Regions from separate parts of the Mus musculus genome. Here region 1 is linked to region 2. The links are chromatin contacts, called in public promoter capture Hi-C maps. All regions are on one chromosome and are shown on one strand. Each heading gives the region's core, a stretch centred on a gene start, on an enhancer-like site or on the middle of the called end of the contact. The rest is flanking DNA. Distances are from core to core; before and after follow the strand shown.

Evidence for each region. Promoter capture Hi-C pulls out the DNA fragments that hold promoters and counts their contacts.
Region 1: a promoter capture Hi-C map of hematopoietic stem and progenitor cells shows a contact between it and region 2, with 4 times the contacts expected there. The contact joins the enhancer-like site here to the promoter of Snx31 in region 2. A contact is called at or near these places in 13 of 39 promoter capture datasets (the 3T3-L1 cell line, 3T3-L1-derived adipocytes, the C10 cell line and 7 more), 4 of 15 datasets of contacts at CTCF or cohesin (CD8 T cells, the NIH/3T3 cell line, large pre-B cells and 1 more), 3 of 484 Hi-C or Micro-C datasets (the AML12 cell line, bone marrow-derived macrophages and embryonic stem cells), 7 of 115 datasets of contacts at active chromatin or transcription factors (DN3 thymocytes, acute myeloid leukemia, bone marrow-derived macrophages and 4 more) and 4 of 9 other capture datasets (adipose tissue, embryonic stem cells, liver and 1 more).

Annotation. Positions count from the first base shown.
Region 1 is chr15:36,703,323-36,707,167 of GRCm38.p6, forward strand. Gm41296 (a long non-coding RNA gene) reads right to left here. Exons shown (of 3, transcript XR_875148.3): 2 at 2,273-2,364; 3 at 735-1,385. Among named protein-coding and RNA genes, the nearest start is that of Gm41296, 4.4 kb to the right of the region's middle. Within about 2 kb of position 2,284, at least 41 of the 459 cell types and tissues checked have an H3K27ac peak or open chromatin away from gene starts, as enhancers often do. A contact at or near this core is called in hematopoietic stem and progenitor cells, where this site is marked.
Region 2 is chr15:36,553,959-36,558,358 of GRCm38.p6, forward strand. Snx31 (sorting nexin 31) reads right to left here and starts at 1,615. Exons shown (of 14, transcript NM_001347022.2): 1 at 1,490-1,615; 2 at 1,302-1,376. The coding sequence starts at 1,555.

The sequences.
Region 1 (3,845 bases), core at 1,034-3,533, 150 kb after region 2:
AAACCGTGAACAGTGCCAGTACCCACGCCCAAGCAGCCTAGAAAACATCCTTCTCTTACACCAGGTCACAACTGCACTGCGACCCACAGAGCTGCTTCACTACTAAATCCTGTGGAGCAGGGAACAGAGAGAGGTTTCTATGGAAGACTCATCCTGGCAGGTTTAGTTTCACAGGGGCCTGACACTGCCTGGCTTTTCAACCCACTGCAAAATTAGTCCATGTTAAAGTCAGACTTGTCAGTCCAAGCAGTATTCAAGAGTCATGACACTGAAGGCGGGGGATGGGGGGGTGTAGAGAGGGTAGGGAGAGAGAAGAGAGGGAGAGAGAGAGAGAGAGAGAGAGAGAGAGAGAGAGAGAGAGAGAGACTGAGAGACAGAGACACAGAGAGACAGAGAATACAGAGATGATAACAGTACTAAAGAAAATAAGACAATTAATTGTATTGGCCCTGTTGTGTGATCCCAATATCAAACGCAAAATTCTATGACAAATAGGGGCTATGACAATCCATTTATAAGTACTTCAGGTGCAGTTATACTGACAGTTTTCATTTGTAATCTTAAAAAATTGTTTCTGTTGTCAAATATCACTTGTTATTAAGTTCCTATTTAATGTGTGTTGATTCTGAGTCATCCAAGCTCAGCAGCATCTTCCTCACCGCCGAGCTCTAAGGACTAGAACTGCCTGACTTCAACCTTTGGCTTTTTATTGAAGGTTTGCTTGAATTCTCTTTGTACTGATTTTTCTGCCATTAATACTGTTTGTATTTCATCCCCAATGTGGGCCAGAGAAGCCAAAACCTGCTGCCCTAGCTATAAAACAAAACAAAACAAAAATTACATTAACATTTCTTCCATCTTGCTGTACTAGTTATCCATATAGAAACTAAGGGTCCTGACCCACCCTTGGAATGAAAACTGTGGCAGTAGAGAAGTCAAGGAGGTTGGAGACAGGCAGGCCTGGCTTGGTCTCCCCAGCGCAGGGCTCCTTGTGTCCACGCACGTGGTGGTCCTTGTTTCTTGAAGTAGCAGCACTAGAAGCAAGAGTCCAGTGTGGGTGGCCCAGCTGAAGGCTCCAGAGTCCCATAAAACTATGAACAAATGTCCTCTTGTTTTCCTCATTAATTTGTTTCTTGCAGGAAGTAGGGGTGGGGGTAGAGAGTGTCCTCCTCTGTTCCTACTTCTTCAAGTCCAACAAGATAAGGATCTGGCTTGTTCAACTCTGAGTCTCTCAGGCTCAGCTTCTTAGACTACTTACTATCCCCTCTTGTTTTTCTGAAACAGGTTTTGTTATTTTTGCTGCTGACTGGTTGTTTACATTGCTGCTGAGCACATGGCTCAAGTGGGTACAGTGCTCCAAGTACAAACATATTGTGGCTCATAGCCTGCAATACATGAGACAGAAAAGTCACCCATTGTTAATACTTAGTGGAATGTCTTTAGATAGAAAGATTGTACTATTATTTTCTCCATTAATCAATCAATCGATTAATTAATTAATTCACTTTACATCTCAACCGCTACTCTTTCCTCTGTCTGCCCTCCTGCTCCCCGCCTCACCCCGTGCTATTATTGACTCTTACTTTCACCTGTGCTGACCACAAACTCATAGCAATCCTCCTGCTTCAGTCTTAGATTACAGGTATAATCCATCAGGACCACAAAGGTTGTGTATGTATCAGTCAGGTGATAAAAAGTCTTCTAATTTGTCACCATGAACTCAACCCCCTTTGAGGTCAGGATTTGCTCACTTAATGAGCAAATATTTGAGGCAATGTCTTGTGAAAAATCCCGTTAAATAAAGGGAATTGGCTGTGTTTGGAAGTAGGACCAGGAAGGAGATCATTAAAAGACAGGTGAGGTGGGAGAAGGGACCAGCAAACCTGTAGGTCCAAGCGGGAAAGGGAGAGCGGGGACCCCAGCATCTTTGATCTCTAACACCCTCCTAGCTCAGCCCTGACCAGGTTCCTCTAGGGCAGACGTTCTCAAGCCCCTTGATACTGTAATCCTTTAATACAGTTCCTTATGCTGTGGTGACCCCCAGTCATAAAATTATTTCACTGCTACTCATAACTAATTTTCTTACTGTTGAGTCATAATGTAAATATCTGTGTTTTCTAATAGTCTTAGGGGACTCCTAAGGGTGAAGGGGTGATTTAACCCCAAAGATTTCAAGATCTGCACATTGAGAAACACCTCTCTAGTCTCTTCCCTAGATGGTGACACTGCTCTAGGCTCCTCCCCAGGTGGTGACACTGCTATAGGCTCTTACCCAGGTGGTGACAGATGGAAGTTGGGTGCCCGTTCCTTTAGAGAACTTTAGAGTTCTTTCCTAGACGTGTCACAAGAGGGTAGTGTCTCCTCCTGCAAGGAGACCAGAAGGAAGCATGAGGTGGCAGAGATACACTCACTGAAAAGTGGGTAAAGATGCTTGCTACCAAGCTTGGCAGCCTGAGTTTGGTGTCCACAACCCACACAGTGGAAAGAAGGAACTGATTTCTGAAAGTGGTTCTCTGACAACCATGCAGTCGTATGCATCCGTAACATGCATGAGCGTGGGCCTGTGTGAGCATACCCCGCCCCCCCCCAATCAATCAATCAATCAATCAATAAACAAATAAGGTTTTACAAAGAAAGGTGGGCACTCCTGAGGCTTTTTGTTTTCTAAAAACAGATTGACTTTTTTTTTTTTTCTCAGATGGAGACGGCTTGGTCTACGTAGCTGCTCCAGGTCACTATGGACTGATTGTTCATTAAGGGTGGTTCATCTCTCTTAACTTAGTGGCTGTGGCTGCAGTGGAGAGGAAGTCCTGGCTCTGGGTAAGGTACCTGGGTGCCTGTGAGCTTGGCTTCCTAGTTGCTGTTCCCAGCCACAGCACGCTCTCACCACCTGGTGACCATACACTTCAACTGCAAGGCCTGCTTTGAAGATGTTGGGGAAGCAGCCTTTCCTGAATGGGAAGAAAACCTCTAGGCTAAAGTCATGGGCAAAGAGTTGCTTGGTTTTTTTTTTAATTCATAAATAGTAATCTTGAGGAACCCGTTGGGGTTGCTCTCTTCTCTGGGTTAGCGTGCATCTCGGGTGTGTTTCAGGAATACTTGCTGGACATCTCACCCATGGCCAGAGTGGTGAATGAAAGTTAGCAGGTGTGCCACAGCAGGGGTCTCAAGCTTCCCACCCTCTTGGGTCTCCCAGAGCCTCCCCAGAGAGAACCCGGAGCTCAGCCTCCTGCCAGCCTCCCTGCTCTCCAAAGACAGACTTTGGTTTGGTTTTGTTGGTGAGATCAAAAGAGTTGAAGAAGACTTTGAAGTTAACACATTCCTTCCTAGGAGGGGCCAGATACCCTAAATCCCCCGTATTTACTATTTGATTCTGTAGCTTCTCTTACTGTTGGCTTTGTAGCTCTGCCTCACTCATTGTGCAGGGGGAACTGTTAAACCATTAACACTCTAGTGTGAAGAAGAGCCTGAGCCACTTTCCTTAGGTAAAGCTTCCAGCTTGCAGGGACTTGGACAGGGATTAAAGAGAGAGTGAATGTGGGTGGAGAGGGCCTAGAGTGTGGTCTTCCTGTGATCCTGGGGCCAAGAGGGGCAAGGGAGACCCCAAGGGCACATTGCAAATCCCATCACCCCAATCTGCAGGAACACTGATAAAACATTAGAGGGCCTGCAAGATGGCTCAGCTGGTAAAGGTGCTTGCCACCAACCCCGAGGACCTGAGTTTAAGGTTTAAGTCTTGAGAGCTATATGTTGGAGGGAGCCAGCTCACTCTTGCATATTGTCTTCTGACACACACACACACAACTTTAAAGTTGCAGTTGATGGAGGGAGATAGGATGGGAGGG
Region 2 (4,400 bases), core at 365-2,864:
GGGTCTCTGTGAGGTGCCATGTGACCTGTGCTCTCTGACAGCATCAGCTGCAGCCCTGTCCCCAGCAAAACCCCCTCAAGGGCTGCAGCTGACCCTCTGATGTTGAACCCTGGTAACATCTGCTGTGTGAGCTCTCTGGCTGGCTCAGCTCTCTGTGCCTTTAGATAAATACAGCCAGTTTAACTGACGCCCCCGTGATTTGCCTGGGATACTTTCCCCAGCTCTGAAGAAGCCTGTGAAGGCAATGTCAGCTTGTGGGGACCCCGTTGCACAGGGAGCATCAGCAAGAGGGGAACTCCAAAAGCCTTGCAGACCATTGGGTGCTCCCCTTGCCAGGTGCTGGCCTCCCCAGCTCCCCCATCATTCTGAGCTAATCTGGTTTTCCTATCCACCTCACACTCTTTTCTTTTTTTTTTTTTTTTTTTTTTTAGATTTATTTATTATTTTATGTAAGTACACTGTAGCTGTCTTCAGACACACCAGAAGAGGGAGTCAGATCTTGTTACGGATGGTTGCGAGCCACCATGTGGTTGCTGGGATTTGAACTCTGGACCTTCGGAAGAGCAGTCGGGTGCTCTTACCCACTGAGCCATCTCACCAGCCCCCTCACACTCTTTTCTTTTAGGTCTGAGACAAGTCTGTGTAGCCCAGGCTGGTCTTGATTTCTCTATCCCTCACCTCAGTCTTCCATGGGCTAGGACTACAGGAATGTGCCACCCTGCCTGACTTTTATCTTCTTCCTCTTTGCCTATTTACACCCCCTGTTCCTATCTGCCACTGTCACATCCTCTGCTTGGAAGACAGCTCCTGGACCAGTCCCTTCCCAAGCCCCAGTCAGTCTCCCAGAAACCCCCCCTAGATTGCATAAGATGCTTTTGAGTCTTGTGACACTTTCTGACTACCACAAGCCAATCTGTATCGATGTAGCTCATGAGTCTTGGGTTTGCTAACAAAGGGACTTGGAAAGGTGGGCCAGATAAGACCGTGTTAGAACTAGAAGCTGTACAAAGCACACTTGTCCCAGTTGACTCTACTCTGGGATAGGTCTGAGGGCTCTGAGCGCAAGAGGCTAGAGGAAGGCTATTACTCTGCAACTGGTCATTATGGTCTTGTTCATGTTATAAGGCTGACCTGAAGTTGAAGATGTTGGTATAGGAGATAGCTCTGGGATTTAAAGAGTGCCTATAGTTCACAAATCAGGAGCCTGTAGCCAGCCCTCCTCCTCTACCACCACCACCACCACCACCACACCCACACACACACAGTCCAATGTCTTTCAGAGTAACACAATCCAAGCTCACCTGTTCATCCCAGCGGTGCAGCTGGCTGTAGCGTACTTTGCAGAAGAGGAACCCGTCCAGGTACACGGAGTACAACTGAAAGCACAGACACCCGCCTGTTATCCTAGGCGAGGATGAGGACTGGGGTAGGAGGTGCCCAGGGTCACCGAGCCCCTCCCCACCCAACCGACCCCGGGCCCCAGACGCACCACGTAGCGGCCCCCCAGCGCGTCTGGCCGCTGCTGGGACACCGGGATGCAGAAGTGCATCTTCATGGCTCTGGCGATGACCAGGGACAGCGTGGAGAACAGGACCTGCCGCCTAGAGTCTGGGCTGGGTCCTGAGCTCCCACTCCTGCCTTGGGTCTGCGGGTGGGCGGGGTCTGCGCCTGGCTCCGCCCCACCCCGCCCCGCTCCGCCCCGCCCCGCTCCCTCCACTAAACCTCAGCCTGATTCTCAGGCTGGACTAGAGACGTGCGCACACAATCAGGGTTCAGAGGGACCTCAGGGATGCCAGATCTCAGGCCAGGGTCACCCTGGAGGCCAGAGGCTGGAATTTTAGAGACTTTTGAGGAGGAAAACGTGCCTCTGTGGTGCAGGGAGGGAGGGACAGTGTCGAATTCATTTTCAGAGAGCTCAGCCCACAAAAGTTAAGAATCCTGTCTCTAGCCACATGAACATTTTATACAGCTGCCAGAAAGTCACTGATCCAACCCTGCCCCAAATCATCAGAGCCAGGCAGCTTGCCTAAGGAAACAGAGCTTCTCCAGGGGCCACTTCAGGGGCCAGGTCTCCTGTCTGTGACCAACAGAATGTCCACTTCCAGAGTGAGGGGGATGAGATGGCATTCAGATCCGCCTCATACCGGATCTCCTGGCATTTTCTACGGAGGGTGCCTTGATGATTTGGGAGTTTCCCATCACCCCAGCGCTGGCTACAGTATACTGTGGATTAAGATTAGAAAGGGGAAAGGAGGTATACCTTGGAAGTACCCTATCACAGGAGCATTAGGCTCAGGGTTTTTTTGTTTGTTTCTTGTTTTGTTTTTGTCTTAACCTTTTTAAAATGTATCATGGTGTGCAGTCCATATGTAACACTGCTTTGATGGTTTATTGTTGCTGTTTTGTACATATGATTTTTATTTTTTTGATTGGAAGTGGCTTGTTGTCTTATTCTTGTTTTTTAAGTCTTCTTTCTCTCATTATAGGAAATTTAAAACATGGATGTGGCCTGGGTCTCTCTTACCTGGGGAAGCCCTGTTCTTGAGTAGATACCGCTCTCCGTGGCTGGGTTCTTAGGAATCTTTGTTCCCAGAATCTTTCACCGACTTCTTGGTTTTTCACTGTTGATATTGATTAATTCTATTAACTTGTGAATATGGTAAAAACTGATTGTGAACTTGGTGGGATTTAGAATCACCTAGGAGCTAAACCTCTGGGTACATCTGTGAGTTGTCTGTCAACAGACTGAGCGGCACCTCCGACAGGGGACCAGGGGACGGGAAGGAACAAAAGAAGAGTCAGCTTCGCACCAGCGTTATTGATCTCCTGACTGCAGAATTTGAAAGTGGTCAAGCAGGGAAAAAAAGGAAGTGGTCTGACGCTCTCACCAATGCCCAGAGACCTCCTCTTCAAGGACCACATTTGGAAACCTGGAGAAACAGGCCAGAGTAAGAGCACACTGCTCTTCTAGAGAACATGGGTTCAATTCCCAGCACCTACATGACAGCTCACAGCTGTCTATAACCCCAGTTCTAGGAGATCTGATGTTGTTTTTGCCTTCCTTGGGCACCAGGCATGTGCACAGCACAGACACCCATTGAGGCAAAACACTCATATACAAAATATAATTAAAATAATTTTTAAAAATTAAAAATAATAGTATTTGTACCATCATTCTATCAGCATGACTTTGGAACTTTTAAATTATTTTAAAGTTAGATTTACTCATTTGTACTGGATTTACTAGAATGTGTTGAGGTCACAGGACAACTCACAGAACTCTGTTCTCTCCTTCCACTCTGTGAGTCCCAGGCTCAGGTCTCCCAATTCCCCCCACCTCCCTCAGCACAAGCAGCAGGTCACCTGATTTGTCATGATAGCTTAGTTTACCATTTTGAATATAAGTGGAATCAGGCTGTGTGTACTGTGTGGCCCAGCTCCCTCTGCACAGCATAGTTATTTAGAGATTCCTCTAGCTCATATGCAGAGTTTGCACTTCTTTTTAAATTATTTATTTATTTATTTATTTATTTATTTTTGCTTAGTGGTGTTGCATTTTATAATTTGCATCCTTTTTCATTGCTAAGTAGTATTCCGCTGTATATCTATGTCACAAAGTGTTTATCTAGCTCTATTGGTATGCTCACTTGGATTACTTACATAGAGTGAGTTTGGGGCTTATCATTAATATTTTACAAATATTACTTTAGGCTAAATACTTCTTACAACTTTATGGAAGAATACTACTCAGTTTGTGGTGAGATTAATTCCTCATAAGTCTAAGGTAAGTTAGGAACACAGTGGTAAGTGGTTAGTGCATTTAAAGTGTGTTCCCTAGCTTAGAGAGACAGCATGTGGTAGTGTCATGATTCAGCAGCTAAGTGCAAGCTTCCACTGCCCACAGTCTCAGGGAGGGCTGGACCATGTGCCGACAGCCAGTTGTGGTGGTCAGTGTTAATTCTCAAGTTGGCAGGATCTAAAAATCATCTGGGAGATGGGCCTCTGAGCATGCCTGCGGGAGTTATTCTGACTGCAGTGGTTGATTTGGGGAGGCCTGCCCACTGTGGGTGTTGCCATTCCCTAGCCAGGATCCGAGGCCGCAGAAGGTGTCAGAGGTAGGCTCATGTGCATCATTCTCTGTTTCCTGAGTGTGGGTGGGATGTGATGAGCTGTTTCACATGCCTGTGACCTTGGCTTTTCCACCATCACAGACTGACCTGTCTCCTTTAAGGTGCTTTCCTCAAAATATTCTTATCACAGTAAATGGGGGACGGGGATTAAAACACTGAAAAAGTATTAATTTTTTATTATAGTGTGTTTCTGCTGAATGCACATTGCTTTTCCACCATTGTAAACTTTAAAGAGTTAGCATCTTCACATTAGGTCATTAGTCACCCAGC